4 separate regions of the Mus musculus genome follow, and regions 1, 2 and 3 are each linked to region 4. The links are chromatin contacts, called in public Hi-C and promoter capture Hi-C maps. All regions are on one chromosome and are shown on one strand. The core of a region is the stretch at or near the end of the contact, and the rest is flanking DNA. Distances in the headings are between cores, read along the strand shown.

Region 1 (4,531 bases), core at 823-3,322, 3.7 Mb before region 4:
ACTTTTCTTTGTGTACAAGAGAGAACTGTGTTTTTAAACTAAGCATTGCCAAAAACCAAAGCAACACAAACAAACAAGTCTGTTTTGTAAACCATACTTTCTTCTAAACGACTTCTTAACAACTTTTCAGATTGCACAACTGCTACTGTGCCTGACTACCTGAGTTCAGTCCCTTCGGACAAACTTCTGAAAGCTGTCCTCTGACCTCTACACAAGTGACATTCATGTACGCATACATTAAGTAAACACATGTAATAAAAACAAATTTAAAACCTTTGCAAATTAAACTCAGTAAATCAAATTAGAAATAAAAGGAAATGAGCTACTTGTGAAATGACCCAAAGTGACCATTAAAATCTACATTTTCGTTTTCACACCAGAGCTTGGTTAAGTTGGTAAATAACAGATTTAAGAAAAGGAAAAGCCATACCTGTACATCTAGCCGCCACTCAAGACTATGGTAACTGGGAAGACGAGGTGCTAACTCGTTCAGAATAGTTCTGATCTCCTTTCTGTTGTCCAGGTAGAGCTGAAGCAATAATTTGTTTAGTTCTTCAGAGAATCCCAGAACAAAGACAGAGTCTTGGAAATCCAGTTCAGAAATCTAAAGGTAAATTGAGTTCAACAGAACACTGGAATTTATCTTTGTCTAGTAAATGCTAAACCATTTCTACACACACAAGTACATTATATCCTCTAATTCTATTTAGAACATTCCTTAAAGACCCACCATTCTGAAATCCAAGTTACTAATATACAAAATAACCTTATTAAAATAGGAAAGAAATTAAGATGCCTAATTTTATTTAATATTTTTCCATCAAGCCAGATAATGACTGCTGATACATTTTTAAAAATGCAATATTTCATTCTCCCATCTCCTGACATACATGGGTGATGGCACATGATGCAGAAATAGAGACAATTATAATTTAAACCGGCAAGAGGAATTCATATTAGATAACGCCAATAGCACTGTTTTGGTATACTGCACAAATTCGATTATGAGTTAGAAATATTGTAATAGGCGCCAGTTTGAAAGGATCTGGGTGATACAATACAGCTCTCAGAAGTCTTACCATAAGCTTTGAGCTCTCGGTGAGGAGATACGTTAATCCTTCCACACCATGCTGGATAGTGTCACTACTCACGTTCAGTTTTCCTAAGGTGGTGGTGGTGGTGGTGGTGGTGGTGGTGGTGGTGGGGTGGTGAAGAAATAAACAGATTATCAATTTGTTTAAAAATAAACACATTCAATTGCTCTGTTTTCAAACTATACAATAAAAATGAGTTAAGCGGAGACTACTGTTCCTTCTTAACCCACTCCACTAACAGGGGCCTTGGCTATTTCCCTCCAAGTCAGCCTAACAAAACACAAACCTGTGAACAGACACACAAAGCCCCTTCAACCCAGGCAGAAGGAGAAGTCAGTAGAGATGTTCTTAATCTCAACCACCACCACCACCACCCCCCCCCCCCCAGCTTAGAAAAAAAGCAGTTTCTGGGTAGCAAATGTTTACTAAACACTTCGATGACAGTTCCACTTCTTCAGCATGCGGTATTTTATTAAGCACCAGAATATTTCTAAAAGGCAGGTGGCACTGTATTCATTTTAAATATGAAGATATTTGTTCCACACTAGTTATAAAAGCGCGCAGCTCCTTGCAGTGTGCGCCTTGACTGACTGCTCTGCGGGGTTTTAAGAGGAACAAGGAACAAGACCCTAGGACCTGCAAAGACTCCTGCGGAGAAAGAGAATGGATCGCACTCTCCAGCTCCACAGACAGAGCCCGTCCTCCCCCTTTCTTACTGGCGGCGCCTTCGTAGATCTTCGGGTTTGAGCCCCGTCGGAGGAACTCCACGGCGATCCTCCCGAACTCGGCGACCACTGCAACGGAAGTCAGCAGCAGGCTGTGAGTGCCGGGCTGTCCCCCGGGTTGTCCCCGCCGCAAGCACCCCGCAAGCACTAACTTACCTGCAGTGTCCACTTGCGGCAGGAAGGCCAAGTGCTCCTTGTGCTCCTCGGACAAATCCAGCAGCATTTTAGCGGCTCTTCAGACTTTGCCACCCGGCGCCGGCCCCGCCCTCACCACTTCCGACCTCTGTGCAGGCAAAAAGAAGTTCCGGCGGGCGTCGCGGTACAGCCCATGCTTTGGGTTCCGGTTGCTGGCAGTCCTAGGAGCACGGTATCGTCCGGTTCACTCTATAGGAGTGAAGGTAGGCAGTGAACGCTGGTTAAAAGAGTTGAAGGTACAAGTCTTCCACTCATTCATGAGCCATCCTGCAAAAGTGTAATATGTAGTGCTGGAGAGATGGTGGTTAAGTGGTTAAGATCTCTTGTTGCTCTTGCAGAAGAACCAGATTCGGTTCCAGTACTCACGTTCTCAACCATCACTAACTCTAGTTTTGGGTATATAACACTCATGTATATGTATATGTATGTGTATGTGTATATGTGTATATGTATATACATATACTCATGTATATGTATGTGTATGTGTATATGTATATATATGTGTATATATATGTATATATGTATACGTATATTACATGTATATATACATAAATATATATGTAGTGACTATTTTGTACACTCCACAAATACCTTGAAGAAACTACACTATGACTACACTATGAGCAGAGGTCTTTGCATTAATTTCTGAAGATACAGCCCCAACTAGGGTAGTTTTGAACAGTTTGTGTAGGACTTTGTGTTATCACAAGCCTTCATGATCCCTAAATAAGCCTGTGAACGTGTCCACTTAGGCAAGAAAGGGAGCACTTTCTTAGTACAAAAGGGAAGATGCTAACCAAACATACCTTTGTTTACATGTGAGGTTTGCTTCAAATGGTGCAAACACCATTTCTTCAGATTTAGAAGCTGGCTGCTCAGTTCATGAGCAGGTAGGGATAGACACACCCTACACTGTATCCCTTGCTGCTACAACTTTGGACTCAATAAAAGGCTTCTCTCTAGGGGTCTTTTCTTGCCCACTTCTGGAAGCAGATACAGTGCTATAGCAGCAATGATAAAAGCAGCCATGTGGCAGCAGCTGCGACAGCTGAGCATTCTGAACATCAAGCCATAGAAGTGACAGCACAGCCTGACTCTTGCCAGCAGAAGAGGGAGAGCTGAGAGGCGGGGAACGTAAAATAACCAGTTTCTTAGGAACTGAAGAGGGATAGAAGATGGTAAAGATTCAAACAGACTGGGTGGGTAAGATAGCTGAGTGGGTAAGATAGCTCAGTGGATAAAAGCTGCTTGCTGTGAAGCCTGAAGACAAGAGTTCAACCCCTGGAACCCTCACGGTAGAAGAGAAAACCAACACATATGAGTTGTTCTCTGACTCACCAACGTACACTGAGGCACATGTGTTCACATATTAACTCACTCCTCCCCTCTCTCCCTTTTCTCACTCTCTGTCTCTTCCTAATGTCATAAAAATTATTTTAGAAATAATCAAAGAGTTCTTGAGTTCTAGGGAGCCAATGTTTTCAACTACCCCAGGCCCAGGAACTACACAATTGTCTATCACCAAGGGGTGAGGAATTGGATACCTGCCTATTTAGTATCTTCAGTGCTGGCTACTGCCCAAGACTAAGATATCTTGATTTTTTTTTTACACCTATAAAAGAGTCTTGGTACTTACTGTAGACCTATACAAGAGCCATGAACCTTGTAGAAGTAAGGATTCCACTACCAATGTTAGATTTCTGAAGTAGCACAACATTAGATTTCCGAGGCAGCTTAAAGAAACAGCTTATAGAGGCAGGAAATAGACCAGTCTGACCTCAACGGATGGAACTCTTTATTTCAAACAGAAAGGGCAGGCACAGGATGAAGGCAGTGTCTGCAAAAGGAAAAGGGGGTGCTTGGGCTTATGTAGGCAGTTTGGGAATGCAACTGCTAGGGCTACAGGTAAGCCTGTAGTTTCTCCCTCCTGGAGCTGTTTATCCACACAGGTCTGTTTATCTTTAGAAACTCCCTTGCCTGGCTATCAGGATGCAAGGGCAGAGTGGGCAGATGAGTTTGGAAATGGCAGTGAGGAGGGAAGAACTGGAGGGTTTTGTTTTATTTGTTTTTGTGGTCTTCTGAGACAGGGTCTCTCTTCATTGCTGCCTGGAACTTCTTCTGTAGAAGGGCTGGCCTTGAACTCAGAGGTCTGCTGGCCTCTGCCTCCTGAGTGCTGGGATTAAAGCCATGCACCACCATGCCTGGCAAGAGGTTGGAGTTTCAACATAGTGGCAGGGGATTTCAGCAAGCTTTAGGGGAGAAAAGCTCTTTAGTCAGGGTCTGGCGCTGTTTGTTCAAGGTCTATTCCAACACTAAGGCTTGCCCAGGGATCATAGCACTTGCAGGGTTAGGAATGTTACTATCAGAAATCTGCACAGGAGATGTAACCGTAGAGGCTACCACCTGCTACCGGGCTCATCTGCTGCTGCCTTCTGCCGTCCAGGGTTATAAAGCTCACCAGAGGCTAGCACTGGAACAACTTCTTGTTTCCTACCTGGGATTTCTGAGGAGGAAAGG
Region 2 (4,594 bases), core at 1,053-3,552, 4.3 Mb after region 4:
ATTTTTGGGAAATCCCTATGACAACAAACACATGGGAGTTCTTATAAACTGTAAGACACCTACAGGACACGTGGAAAACTGAGTCTCATTCATATCCAGACACTCTATAAACTAGGAGGGCACCCCCTGGGGGGTTACTGACCCTCAAAGAGAATAACAATGAAGGGTCACAAAGAAATTAAAAGGAATTTAATTTTTAATTTTCTTTTTAAAACGGTGGCTTGTCTTTAAAAGTCATGGTAAAAAGTGAAATAGCTGCCGAGCGTGGTGGCACATGCCTTTAATCCCAGCACTCGGGAGGCAGAGGCAGGAGGATTTCTGAGTTAGAGGCCAGCCTGGTCTACAAAGTGAGTTACAGGACAGCCAGGGCTACACAGAGAAACCCTGTCTCGAAAACAAAAACAAAAACAAAAACAACCCTTTTTCTTCAGTACTCAAAAGTTGACCTGTGCTAATCTGCTAACCTTTTTTGAAAGTGTATGTATACACACACACACACACACACACACACACACTCACTCACACGTTTCATTTTAGAGGATTTAAAGATTTGCTTTTATATTGCTTTTATATTAATTACAGCATATAACTCTCTCCACTCTCCTTCAAATTCATGGCCTCTCTTTTCTCTATTCTTCTCTCATACATCCTGACTGCAACCTCCCCTCCCTCCATCCTTCCTAGCCCCTTTCTAGCCCCTGGCCTCAACCTCCCCTCTCCCCCAGACTTACTGCCCCTCTATTTCTCTTCAGGAAGGAGCAGGCCTCCCAGTGATATCCACCAAACAGGGCATAACGAGATGCAATTAGATTAGGCACAAACTGTCTTTCTTTTACCCAATTGTTCTTGGATTCAAACATGCATTTGCATATACACATATATTTCCAAATACAACCTGTAGAGGCCACATACTGTTTCTTGTATGCATGTTTTCAAGGGCTGACCATTTGGCATAGGCCAATTGGAAATACACTTCTTATTTCTGTTCTTTCCGGAAGCTATCCTTTCTTTTTAAATTCTTACTGGGTCTACCACTACCTAAACTGGACTTTATATAATAATGAAAACTTTCTGTAGGAGTGCCACATGTGGCACTCCTACAGAAAGTTAGGCTTGTGGCTAATTAGCAATGGGATTTAGGATTGAGAGGGCATTTACAGTGGTAAGGAAAATGGACTCAAGGTGATGTGTAACGAAGAGGCATAGATGAAAGTGAATTATAGCATTTCCATGGGATTTCATCCCATTTTCAGAGGATTGCCTTCCTTTTTAGATACAAGTGCTCGGTAATTATTGTCCAAACTGTAGTTATGTGCCCTATAACAATACTTTTGGTATAAAATTCCTAATATCTAGTGATGTTAGTTACCGAGACATTTTGTGTAGTGTTCGTGGTGATGCTGTCAGAAGCCCTCTGTTTCTAGCCCTCTTGTATATATTCAATGATATACAGTACATAATACTAGTTACTCAATAGTAAGTAACTGTTGTTAGTTTCTGCATAATCTATATCTTTCATGACTTAGGGGAGTATTCACTATTTTCATGCGGTTATTTTCATACTAGTGATCAACCAGCAGCTCCAATAGATCTGGCACTATTTCAAATCACCTGTTCACCTTCCTCTCTCCAATGCCTTTTCTTTCTATTCATGCAAACTATTCTTTAACAGCAATTATTGTTCTTTTCTGCTAGGAAACCGTGTTTTCTTTAGTTACTGGAGGATCAGAACTTTGGACCTCAGATGCTCCTGGAAAAGGAGCAGACTACGAAGACACTAATCATACCAGTGGCCTGTGTTAGTCACCAAGCATCATCTCATCCTGCTTGCTTGTTGCGTAGTAGGTCATCAGTATTTGTTTTATGAATAAAGTATGAATAAAGGGAAGTCGTCAGTGTGTAAAAACAAGAGGCCTTCCATTACTTGAGTGTGCAGTAGCACGTCTCAGTAATACTTCATGAACTAAACCCGTCATCTTGACTTCTTTGGACCAGAATGAAATTCTAAGCAAGCCTTCCCCAGTCAATTCCACTTAAAAGCTTCTTTTCCTTCCGTTCGACAACAATGATTGCCCCTGCAGATGAGGCACATGGCCACCCACTTCCCGCCTCTTCATCAGCCTCGGCTGCCCGTCGTCCCCGCGGGTTCCAGAGCCCCATCCCCGTCCGTCACAGAACCGCGCGTAAATCCGCCCTCTCCTTCGACCCCCGCCACCCGCTCCAGCTTCCGCCTAGCTCGCTTTTGGGACAAATGATGCAAAAGAAGCTCCGCTTCCGCGTCGGCGGGGGCTGTGACGTCACCGCGCCTTGACGTCAGGCCAACGTGCAGCGCGGTCGCCCGGGAGACCAGGGAAGCCGTTTTACACCCTGCGGAGTCCCGGGCTAGGTGAGGGTCATGGCCTTCCTCAGTCCTCAGAGGACCCGGTCGGCGGGGACACAGTTCCGGCGCAGAGACTGGCGGCGCGGGACTGCGGGGCGGCGGGGGTCGGGAGGAGGAAGGCGGGAAGGTGGGGCGGCCTCTCGGCGCCCCAGGCGAGGCCTGGGCCAGCGCAGTCCGGTCGGGCGGTTAGTTTCCTGCAGTGACCTCCTGCTCTCTTGCCCCCGACCTGCCCTTCGGTGAATCACGCCCCCGGAATGGTACTTGAGGAAGGGCCTGGAAGCAGAACCTGAGTTAATGACCGGGCGTGACACCGGTGTAAGAATCGGAAATGAACCACCAAGGGCATTTCTGCGTTTAAGAACACGCACGTCTATCTCGTGACCAGTGTCACAGAGAAGGTTCTCAAACGCACGTAGCAGCGGCCACGTACCTCTGTACTTTTGCCAAGGACAGTTTCCACATATATAATGGGAAAGACCAAAAGGAACTTGTTTGGTTAAAATACTGAATGGGTAACTTAAAAATCACGTTTTCTTCTGCTAAAGAGCAAACAGCCCTACACTTCTTGAAAAGCGGAATTATATGTGGATTCTACTATTCTTTTCACGAGTAGTCACATCTTTATAAAGACCCAATGGACTTTTCTAATCGGCTTACAAGCTGTTTCTTAAAATATAGGCAATAACAAAAATAAACGTTAAAGAAAGTAGTACCCTTCTAGTCACCTTGGGAATTTTAGGTGCCCACCTCTTAGTTGTAATCATCAGCATGCATTGCTTAGCAGAAAAGCACCTAGTTATTACAGTCTGCACTCACAGTTTACATGGGTTTACAATAAAGTGTCTTTATATGAGGACAAGTTACACATGTTCTTGGGACGAATCCAATGAATGTATCTTGCCTGTAATCTTGTTACTATGTCTTGTGCGATGTGCATTGACATCAGTTTCTCCTCCACTTCGTTTTAGAGGTCTTTCAAATTTACCAGGGTGCTATTTTTAAATTTTTCTTTCATAGCCAGAAGCCTGCCACTTCTGGTGACATAGTAATATGTTAAGAGTAGTCACAGCGAAGGCATTAAATAATAAACATCCCACTGGTACCTTGAATTTATACGTTATTTAGGTCCATGCTTGCTAATACTTTTGTGGATGGCACTTTAAGAGGAGATATAGTTGGCTGTATAAGGGAAAAATATTCCTGTGGAGCCCAAGATACTATCATTTCCATTCACCAATGATGGCTTAACTGAAGATAATGCCTTCTGGTTTCTTGCCATGTGACTATGACAGTATATGATTATGTACTTGGTCACTTGGACCCATGTCCACATAATTACCATTACTCCCGTGGTTGGCCTCAGTTAATATTACCAAGCACACACGTGGGAAGACAGCTCACTAGTTTTGTTTGTTTTAAATAGTAGCTTATTGAAATGAGGGATATTTTGGGCTAACACAGGGTTGAGGAATCTCTCCTCCACTGATGGTTGCATAGTTTACAAAAATAACACCAGCATTATTTTTTCCTTCACTCTCTTGCCCCTAATTTAACTCAATCTTAGGAAGCCTTTGCTGATTTCCCATCCCCCACCCAAAAGATAGGTCATTATCCTCTCTTGACTCTCACATTGCCTGTGTTCTGCAGACACGGGCCTTAGACCATCTTTTCTGCTGTGGAATCTGTGTTTCTTTCACTTGAATCTGTTCCACTCAACCATTCTGGCCTTGACATCTTCTACCTCTCTCTCTCTCTCTCTCTGACATTTGGTTAGTACAAATCCATGTGTGTATTCATGTTCATAGGCACACCTGTGTATGCATGTTTTTGTATGTGTGGAGGCTGGAGTTTGATGCCCAGTGTCTTCATCACTCTCTACCTTACAGGACCTCTCACCTGAGTTCTGAACTGGTCAGCCAGCTCAGTGAGCCCAGTCGCCCAGCTTGCTTCTAGGATCCCTGTCTCTGCCCGCCAAAGCTGCTATTTCTACATTTATGGGTACTGGCATTACAGTGCGTGGGCTTTAATCAGTAAGCCGTTCTTAGTTCCCTTTACTCTTTCCGTGGACAGAGAGGCAGACTCTTCATCAAGAGTGGATTGGGTATTCTTTGTCCAATTTGGAAAAACTCTGAAGAAAGAAAATAATGTCTCTGTTGTCTGTGGTTTCATGAAAGTAATAAAAAAAAGTTTTATATTGAATTGTTGGTATTAGCA
Region 3 (4,869 bases), core at 158-2,657, 3.6 Mb before region 4:
AAATGTTCTCTTCTTAAGAGTTTCTATTTAAGGAATTAGCAACTGGCTTTATTTTTTGTCCTTAAAAAAACTTTTATATTATGGAAGAAATCTAATTTAATATAGAAAACCATTTTGAGAGAATTTAATTAAAGATGCATCAAAAGATATAGCACCTCTCTGTATAGTACTCTAGCCTTCATAACAATATTCCCAATCTCGACCTTCATGACTTTGTCAAAGCACAGTTATATAGTTGTGAATGTCTTCTTCCCAATACATGAAAAATACATTAACTATACAATTATGGGCTATGCAGCTGAAAATGTTTTTGATGGTCCTTATTATTCTAATCTGATTCTTTTTTGTTCCCTCCCTTTTCTGTAACCCAGAGTCTAGTGCTTGCTAGGCAAGTGCTCTGGGTGCTGACTGTGAACTCAATCTTCAATCCCTTACATTTGTTTTCTTAAATTGCTTGAGTGGTATTTAGAGTAGATTCTAGTTTAAAAGGCACAAGAAAAAAGAATAGGAAATCTTTCTATTCTTGTTCCCCACCTACTTAGGGCTCCTGAAGCAAACGAGGCTATAAACAACTTACATTCCTGTAATAACTCCCCCCACAACCAAAATCCAAACATGTTAATTAAATATTTGATGCCAGTATGGGCCTCAAAGATGCTTTATTAGGGCCAGTTCGATTAGGGCATGTCAGAATCTTTGCATCAAACCGCATTAAAAACAAAAGGCAGTAGTTTAGGAGCTGTTAATGTTGATGGCCCAATAGGTCATTTCAATCCAAGAACTCTGCTTTTTCAGACTAGGGGGTGAAAAAGTATGAGAACTCAAGGGATGAGATTTTCGTTCCTCAAAAGGTGACATGGTTTTTGAAAGGCTGTTTTGAGGACTGAATCGCGTGGTTGGACTTTGGCTAGTCAAGCAGTGAGCTGATCAGCCCGGCTCCCTGCCAGGCCTCGTGGTTCTTGCATAAACCTCGGGCGGTTAGTTCTAACCCGACCTGGATTCCAGCGCAAGGCGTCACCCGGAGTTCCCCGCCCTCATCGGCCCTCTCCCGGGAGGGTGCAAGACACTTCGCGGCTCTTCGGCCTCGGATCGCTGCGGGCCACTCAGACACACAGCCTTCGCTAGGGCCTCACTCTGCAAGCCAATCATCTGCGGATCAGGCTGGGGCAGTCCAGGGTGGCTTCTCCACCGCACCCAGGGCTTCCAAAAGCCGTCCCTCCCTCATCTTCCCCGTTCCTAATAGGGATGATGTATCACGCGGTTCAGAACGACACTCAAAAACTGGGCAATTCTCCCAACCCAGCAGAGGCAGGCTGCGCGACTCCGCGAGAGGGGCGGGGCCGTGACGGGCAACATCACAGCCCAATAATATTTCTTTACCTCCGAGTATGGGCCAATGAGGCATGGGAGGCGGGACTTCCGCTTGCCCGCTGTTGTGGTCCCTTCTCCGACTTGCTTGGGTAGGGGCTCAGTGCGGATACTCAGTCATGAAGTCCGGGTAGCGACTTCTCTTGGGTGGCCGTGAGCCTAGGTTCCGGGGGCGGACTTCAGGTAAGAACCAGCGTGGCTCCGCAGCGGTAGGCGGGGGTTGTCGGGCCTGGCCGGGAGAACACACCCACTCCGGCCTGGGTGCGGTAGCCCGAGGTGGGGACGGTCGGGCTCCTCTGCTACGTGCAGTGACAGCACAGGCCCGTGCGGGAGAGGAGTCCTTAGCATCCCATCCTGCGGGCTGGTAGATCTGAAGTTGTCGGGCTATGGATTTTGCTTCCCACGGCCCCTTCCAGAGGTCCCCGTGGCCTGGAAAGATACTTGGAAGACTTCTCTAGTCCAGGACTTGCCTCTTAAGTCCTCGGCGAAAATACTCTCGGGCTGTTTTGTCTTTAAAAAGAAGAAGAAGAAAATCTCATCGCTTGCTTCCTTCCTTTTCTCACCCACTCCCCTTTCCTTCCGTAAAAGCTCAGCTCACAGGCTTGGACGTGACCTTGCTAGGGCCACATACTGCCTTTTTTTTTTTTTTTCCTACCCAATGTTGGAAGTCCGAACTTTTTTGCAAGGACGCTTATTGAATTGATCTGCCCCTGAGAGGGAAACAACTTTGCTGCATGTTCTCTGCTTGCTTATGGTCAATTGCCCTATTTTCTTCTAATCTGGCAGTAGTTAATTTCCATAACTCCCATTTTAATCTTCAATTTCAGCACCGTGGGCAGCTGCTATAGGCTGATGTCTGCCCCAAACCTGCCTGGATTATACTGTTTTCTACCAGTGATGCAGCAGTTCCAGTGGAAACTGCGTTCCTTTCAGCAGTGCCCAGAAGACAGCTGCACTTTCTGATACAATACAGTAAAGTGGCCGTGCCTCCCAAGAGCCAGTAGAGACAGGCTATTTAAAGATTTAGGGAAGAACTTTTGAGAGTTTAATTGGCCACAGGGTCATTGTTTATTTATTTGAGACATGGTCCTTACATGTAGCCCAGTCTGATCTCAGACTTCCATTCTTTTGCCTCAGCTTACTCAGTACTGGAATTACTAGCCATCAAGCCTTGTTTAAAGACAGTTTTTAATGGGTCAAAAAGAATTCATTTCAGAGGACTGTGGTCTTTAAATAGGAGTTGAGTGTGGAGGGCCACAGGGATTCATTAATAGACTTTTTTCTTCTTTTTATAATCTATGGCCATAGAGTTAATTTCAGGTATAGTTTTTTTTTTGTTTTTGTTTTTGTTTTTATGCGGGTCAAGAGGAAGATATAAAGTGTAATATTGTAGAATCAGGCAAAAAGCAAAGCAAAGCAAAACAAAAAACTGTTTCCAAAGAGTTTCAAATTTGGGAATCAGACTAGACTTACCCTCCAGTGTTGGGTGACATCAGTAAATATGGAAAGGGCTAGTGAGATGTTTGGTGAGTAGTAGAGCTGGCCCTGCAGTTCTAATGGTCTGGATTAGATTTCCAGAACCCACATAGAGGAAGAAGGGGAGAACTGACTCCACAAAGCTGTCCTCGGCTCTCCACATGAACCTTGTGGTATATGTCTTACCTCCCAAGTCATACACACACAATAAGTGAGAAAGTTAAAAAAAATGAAAAAAGGGTGAAGTTGTGAAGATTAAATGAAATAAAATATGTCTGTATCATAGTTATGCTTCCTTGAATTGATTATATAGACTATAGTCTTTGTATAGGGAAAGTTAGTTGTCTTAGTCATATGTGTATGTTTTCCTCTGCCTTACCTGAAGTCAAAATGGTGTCTCGATGTGCAGTGGAAGTAATGTGAATAAAGTCCGTGCTTAGGGAAATGGAATATGGGAAGGTTTGGGGCTAACTACTCATTTATCCTTGTTATTTCTGTAAGGATTTTAGAGGAGCCTAGCTTCTTGCTAGCTTGCAGCTTACTTCCTTTGATGTTTCTGCATCTGAGGCTAACAGAGTTTATATCAGCTTTTGGGCACTAAGTTCAGCAAAGTGAGGGTAGAGTAGGTGTTTGCCTCTTGGGGTAGGTTTATAGAGTTGAGCAAGATACTTTATGTTTTGTAGTTTTTATTAAGACTGTGTATTAACTGGCTTGATAAAATCATATGACATACTTATGTCATGTTAGTATTAACTAAAAGTAGTTGGCTTTTAAAATAAAACATGGCTTTTAAAATAAAACATGACTTTGGACATTTTGAAGTTAGGAACTAATAATGTATAGCTGAAAGCAAAATGAGTAAGCCAAAGTAGTGATTTCCACTGTTTGACTTGTGGATGCTCACAGTCAGCTATTGGATGGATCACAGGGCTCCCAAAGGAGGAGCTAGAGAAAGTACCCAAGGAGCTAAAGGGATCTGCAACCCTATAGGTGGAACAACATTATGAACTAACCAGTACCCCGGAGCTCTTAACTCTAGCTGCATATGTATCAAAAGATGGCCTAGTCGGCCATCACTGGAAAGAGAGGCCCATTGGACACGCAAACTGTATATGCCCCAGTACAGGGGAACGCCAGGGCCAAAAAAATGGGAATGGGTGGGTAGGGAAGTTGGGGGAGGGTATAGGGGACTTTTGGGATAGCATTGGAAATGTAATTGAGGAAAATATGTAATAAAAAATATTTAAAAAAATGAGTAAGCCAAAGTAGTGATTTCCATTGTTTGACTTGTTATTAGTGTATCTTCGTGCTGCATACTGTGGTTTCCTGTGGCATCAAAAAGGGAAGGCAGTTAGAAACCACTGCTAGGTTTCTCAGAAGAAACAGGGTTAATAGACATATGAATTCACTTTAATAAAACACGTTGGTGAATAATGGTTCTAAAATCATATATTCTGTAGATAATTATTGAACAAATAAAACAGAGAACTAAGGTTTTTATGAAGATGTTGCACTGCACAAAAATTGATTAGAGAAGAATGAAAGTATGTGATTGCTTTTGTCAAAATTTATATGTCATAGTATACAAATAACAAAACATAATGGCTAATTTTATTATCTATGGGTCAAATAGGTTTCTGATTACTTTGTATGATCACATTCAATTCTCAAATTCATTAATATGGCAGGTAATAGTACAGTTATGACTTAAAATTTATTTTTTTTTTTTTGAAGGTTCACTTTTTTTTTTATTTTTTTTTTTTTATTTTTTTTTTTATTTTTATTTTTTTAAAGATTTATTTATTTATTACATGTAAGTACACTGTAGCTGTCTTCAGACACACCAGAAGAGGGCGTCAGATCTCGTTACAGATGGTTGTGAGCCACCATGTGGTTGCTGGGATTTGAACTTTGGACCTTCGGAAGAGCAGTCGGGTGCTCTTACCCACTGAGCCATCTCACCAGCCCAAAATTTATTTTTTTGTATGTGTATACACATATACTCACAGTGCATATGTTGAGGAC
Region 4 (4,936 bases), core at 800-3,299:
GCCTTCCAGAGAGATGTCATCTCCACAAGAAGAGTGCAAAGCACGGTCATAGCAGAGGGTCCATCTCTGATTATATTACGAAATTCTACATGAGAAGAAAAGCTGGGGATAATTTTGTGGGAAAGCACACTAGCCCTTTGAGTGCTATACAATCAAACACCTAGGTTGTAATCCTGGCTCTGCCACTCTTAGGCAAGCTATTGAACACCTGGGAGCCTCAGTTTCTTCATCTTTAAAATGGGCATATAAGTAATTATTATTATAAGGGGTAATTGAGATAGTGCATGCAAAACACTTGGCAGGCATTAAACACTGGCAGAATGTTGGCAGGGTTCTAGCCGGCTATATTAAAGTTTTGCTTCAGAGATAATTCTCTGAAGAATTATATAAGCATAATTATATCGAAGCAGTCAGTAGTCGACCATGAAAACCCTTCCTCCACTAAAAGGCAGAGCCAAGGCAGAGAGAAAGCACTTCACCTTAGTAAGGCACAGGATTATACTGAGGTTCTGCCTGGCTCTGCTGGCAGGTACTTGCGGCTGTGGACACTCGGGGCCGCAGCCAAGAATCTGGAGCAGGTTCACTCCCAAATGGAGCCCTAAGTACCGCTGTGACTTGGAACCAAAAGCAACACTGCTCGGTTCTTCCTTCCGTGAGGACGTTTAAAGCAGAGGCTAGTGGCAGGGGGATAGCAAGCCTGGCTACTTAACCCTGGTTGACTCGACACAAAGCCGATCCCCACCCCTCTGTGCCCCCGGGCTCCCGCTGCCAGTGCAGTACACAGACAGGTCTCGACATCTCTCCTAGCAAGGATCTAGAGAGACTCGGGACAAGTCCAGGCGTCACCTCACATCGCCGTGCAACTGAGCGGAGCCAAGTCTTGAGACTGCCCTCCCCACCAAACAGAGCTTTGGGAAGAGGCAAGCCCGGGCAGCCCCACCTCCCCTGATGCCACGAACTTGCGGTGGCTCATTGCTCATCCCAGCCTTCTTCCTGCTAAGATCAAGTTAGGAACTTCAGGGTTTCTTAAAGACGGGGAGCAGCAATGAGCTCTAGTTGCTCTCTTTAAGGGACGGTCGTGACTGGGCTTAAAGAAGTCAGACTCCCTCCTGAACACCAACAAAGGACTATATTTAGTTTGGAGCACTCCACCTAAATTCCTTCTTTTCCCCTCTCAGCTTCAGATGCACAGGCCCGGGCAGTGGGTGGAAGGGGGCGGGGAGCAGTGGAGAAGGAACAGCTGGGCCTCCGCCTCTCCACTCAATCTCTATAAATAACCAATCCTGAGCGGAGGCGACTTTGCAGCCAATGAAGCTGTCTAAAGCGACAAAACCTCAGCAACAGCCAATGGAAAAACATTTGGGGGTGTGAGACTCACATCCTGGGGCCAATGAGTTGGGAGTCTGGGAGAGGTAATTTGAGCTGGCGTGTGGGTGTGCGGTGCGAAACCTTCCTACTTGCAAGCCCCAAACCTGCTCCTCCGACTGAGCATGCCCTGACTCGGTGCGGGAGCCACGGGGCTCGATCCACAAGCCATATTTTGGCTCTAACCAAAGGGGTGTTGGGGAGGGGGGAGACGTAGGATGACCCCGCAACTCTTGCCCTGAAGGCTGCAGCTCTCCACAGATTCCCAGCCCTAACTCCTTGTCCGGACAGGGACTCAGGTCGAGTTCTTCGTGGGAAACTGAGGAACACCGGGCCAAGTGGGAGCACGAACCTCTGCTACCTTCCGGGGCCTGAAAAATGCCCTGCAAGTGTACGATCCTGAGAGGCGCGCAGCAGCCTGAGTTCGGGGACAAGTGTCTATCCTTTAACAGCGCAAGCCGACGAAGAGGTCGCAGCCAGCTGCTGCCTGCTGTCCCCATAGGAGGCCGGCAGCCGCACAGCCCCGACCGAGGTGACTTCGGTTTGGCGAGCTTTCCACTTACAAGCACACACAAGCAAGACTGCCCAGTTCCAAGATTCGCGCCGCCCCGCCCTGCCCCGCCCAGCCCCTGTTTGCCACACCCTCTGTCACGCCCCCTCCCGATGCGGCGGAAAAGCTGGAGCGGAGTTCGGGCGGGGCACCGCGGGCGACGTACTGGGCATGCTCGGCTGGGCGGGGAGGGCTGGGCTGCGCGCGGCGAGTAGGAAGCCCTCGCCCAGCGGAGGCTGCGGGAGACAGAGGAGAGAGAGTGATGGGTCGCGGAGCTGGACGCACGTTCCGCGGGGACTCATGCCACGCGTGTCTCAGCCGGACGCCCAATTAGCAGCCGCCTCTGCAACCAGCCGCCACCTCCTCCCGGCCCTCCCAGGCTGCCGGGGCGAAGAGCTCCAGCCGTTGTCTTGCTCCGGCTGCGCGCATTGTCCTCAGGGTCCTCCGACAGGGCTGCTGCGGGGCCCGGGACCCGCGCCCTAGGGACGCGCCCCCGCTGCCGGTCGGCCTGGCGCGGGGCTCTGCTAGTCTGTTGGCGAGCCCGTGCTACCGGGCTAGTCTCGCCGGGGTTTTTCCTGCGAAGTTGAGGAAGGGGAGAAGTCCACCCGTCCGCCCAGCCCAGCCTTCCCCGGCGCGCAGCCCCGACGGGGCCGCGGCAGGCGCGACGAGGGCGCCGACGGAGCCATGAGAGAGTACAAAGTGGTGGTACTGGGCTCGGGCGGCGTGGGCAAGTCCGCGCTCACCGTGCAGTTCGTAACAGGTTCCTTCATCGAGAAGTACGACCCGACCATCGAGGACTTTTACCGCAAGGAGATCGAGGTGGACTCGTCGCCGTCGGTGCTGGAGATCTTGGACACCGCGGGCACGGAGCAGTTCGCCTCAATGCGGGACCTGTACATCAAGAATGGCCAGGGCTTCATTCTCGTCTACAGCCTGGTCAACCAGCAGAGCTTCCAGGACATCAAGCCCATGCGGGACCAGATCATCCGCGTGAAGCGGTACGAGCGCGTACCCATGATCCTGGTAGGCAACAAGGTGGACTTGGAGGGTGAACGTGAGGTCTCCTATGGCGAGGGTAAGGCCCTGGCCGAGGAGTGGAGCTGCCCCTTCATGGAGACATCGGCCAAAAACAAAGCCTCAGTGGATGAGCTATTCGCAGAGATCGTGAGGCAGATGAACTACGCGGCACAGCCCAACGGCGACGAGGGCTGCTGCTCGGCCTGCGTGATCCTGTGAGGCGCCGTCTGCCGCCGGGCGCTGGCCACGCTCTGTGCACAAAGCCAAACGCACCCGATTCTCTTAATGTGATTGTCTTCTTGCTTTGAGATTGGAGACGACTTTGTTGTCTTGGCTGGGATGTCCGAGGAACCTGGCTGACTTGTGTAGCCAGCATCCCCAGCCTTCAGCCAGGGTCTGAGAGGGTGTACGTTGCAGAGCATCTGAGACCCCGGTGGAAAAATGGCTCTATACAGCGTGTACGTTCCTCGTTGATTTTGGTTCATGCATATTTCCCCGTTTAAATAGCCATTAAGGCTCTGTATTGGCTGCTTGACACCGGCAAGCAAAAGTTTCAAACCTGAAAAAAAAAAAATGGGGGTGGCGAAGCAGAGGAAGTGAAGGGGAAGGAGGCAGTGGGGGAGGGTTCCCCTGAGCAACTGTTCATAGTTCCAAGTTTTAACACAAGGAAAGAGGTCCAAGAAAATCATATGAAGGAGCCAGAAGAGGGGACGAAACTTTTTTTCCTTGTTTTCCAGGATTATTTAGAAATTAAGACCAGGGGTTCCTTTTCTGCCAGCTTGGAAGGGCAACCCAGGGACTGATTACGATTCTGAGGATGTCTATGCAAAGTTGGGTTCTTGTTACAGTGTATCCAATCTGAAGTATTGCACATGTGAACTGGGACTGTTTAACACTGATGCCAATACAGTGTGGGGTGCCAGGAAGTGTCTGCTGATATTTGTGGGGAAAAAAAATCTATTTTGATTACCTACTGTATCAAAGGGGAGTCTGGGGGGAGAATGGTAGTATTTTTTTTTAATCAGCTGTGAAAAATGTTACAAATCTGCACATTTTTTGTGTGTGCTATTGTGTGTGTGTGTGTGTATGAGTGTAAGTATAGCTTTTTTTTTTTTTTTTTTTTTTTTTTGTGGTTGGCAGTGACAGATTTTGCTGACTAGCTTTTAAAAATACAATACAAAGACTTCGTAAATGTGATTCAGGGCGCCCAGCACCCCTGTGTCTGCAGAGTGCCTTCAAACTCAGCTGTTCCAGCCGGTGCCAACCTGTGAATTCCCACCATGTCCCAGAATCTGCTGTTCTGCTTTCCCCAAAACTACTTTAAGCATCTTCCTGAAAGAGCCAGGATGAATAGGACCTGTTATTCCGTGAATTGCTTCATTAATTTTAGCTTTTTTTTTCAATGTTAAGTCCATAAGTCTTGAATTTTTTCCCCCTTCATTTTGTTCTAATTTCAGGTTTTAGCTCTCCTTTTCTGTTGTTTTCGAAATGTCTGTTATCTGTTACAGGGTGTTCCTCCAGAGGCAAAGAGCAAAATTTTATTGTGATGTACCAAAAGAATTTTAACAAGTTGTAACTTTTAATTCCACTCATTTAGTCACTGTCTCTTCATTTTAAGACTTTTAATACAACTGTCATTTTTAAAGAAACCCCAAACTATTTGTGGTTTTGTGTTTCATATTCAGTGATTTACAGTCTCCGTGAATATGGTGCCAGGCGGGGAGGTGGATCGGGCCAGGTCCATGATGCCTTTTGAGTTATGTGTCAAAATTTGAAGATAGGATTATTTCTATGAAAAATTGGGTAACAATGTTTCCAAGTCTTTAAAAGTGGAGAAAAGTATCAAGGCCTAAGACTCACAGGGTATGGCCAGGGCATCTGACTGTCCAGATGAGGAAGCACTGCTCTGCTGAAGAAGAGTAATGAACTTTACTGTTGATAGCAAAGGGGCAAGTCCCCCCCTCCCCGACTCCCCCCCCACCCCCAGCTAGTAACACCCTCTTA

Evidence for each region. Promoter capture Hi-C pulls out the DNA fragments that hold promoters and counts their contacts. A called contact is a pair of places that touch in the nucleus more often than the background predicts.
Region 1: a promoter capture Hi-C map of pre-B cells shows a contact between it and region 4. The contact joins the promoter of Commd2 here to the promoter of Rap2b in region 4.
Region 2: a contact with region 4 is called in a promoter capture Hi-C map of pre-B cells. The contact joins the promoter of Lekr1 here to the promoter of Rap2b in region 4.
Region 3: a contact with region 4 is called in a Hi-C map of muscle stem cells, with 4 times the contacts expected there. The contact joins the promoter of Rnf13 here to the promoter of Rap2b in region 4. A contact is called at or near these places in 2 of 484 Hi-C or Micro-C datasets (CD4 T cells and muscle stem cells).

Annotation. Positions count from the first base shown.
Region 1 is chr3:57,649,612-57,654,142 of GRCm38.p6, forward strand. Commd2 (COMM domain containing 2) reads right to left here and starts at 2,073. Exons shown (of 5, transcript NM_175095.4): 1 at 1,976-2,073; 2 at 1,811-1,888; 3 at 1,080-1,162; 4 at 431-604. The coding sequence starts at 2,042.
Region 2 is chr3:65,663,926-65,668,519 of GRCm38.p6, forward strand. Lekr1 (leucine, glutamate and lysine rich 1) reads left to right here and starts at 2,303. Exons shown (of 13, transcript NM_001166659.1): 1 at 2,303-2,386.
Region 3 is chr3:57,734,650-57,739,518 of GRCm38.p6, forward strand. It overlaps Rnf13 (ring finger protein 13), which reads left to right and starts at 1,408. Exons shown (of 10, transcript NM_001113413.3): 1 at 1,408-1,551.
Region 4 is chr3:61,362,458-61,367,393 of GRCm38.p6, forward strand. Rap2b (RAP2B, member of RAS oncogene family) reads left to right here and starts at 2,050. Exons shown (of 1, transcript NM_028712.4): 1 at 2,050-4,936. The coding sequence starts at 2,600. The coding sequence ends at 3,151.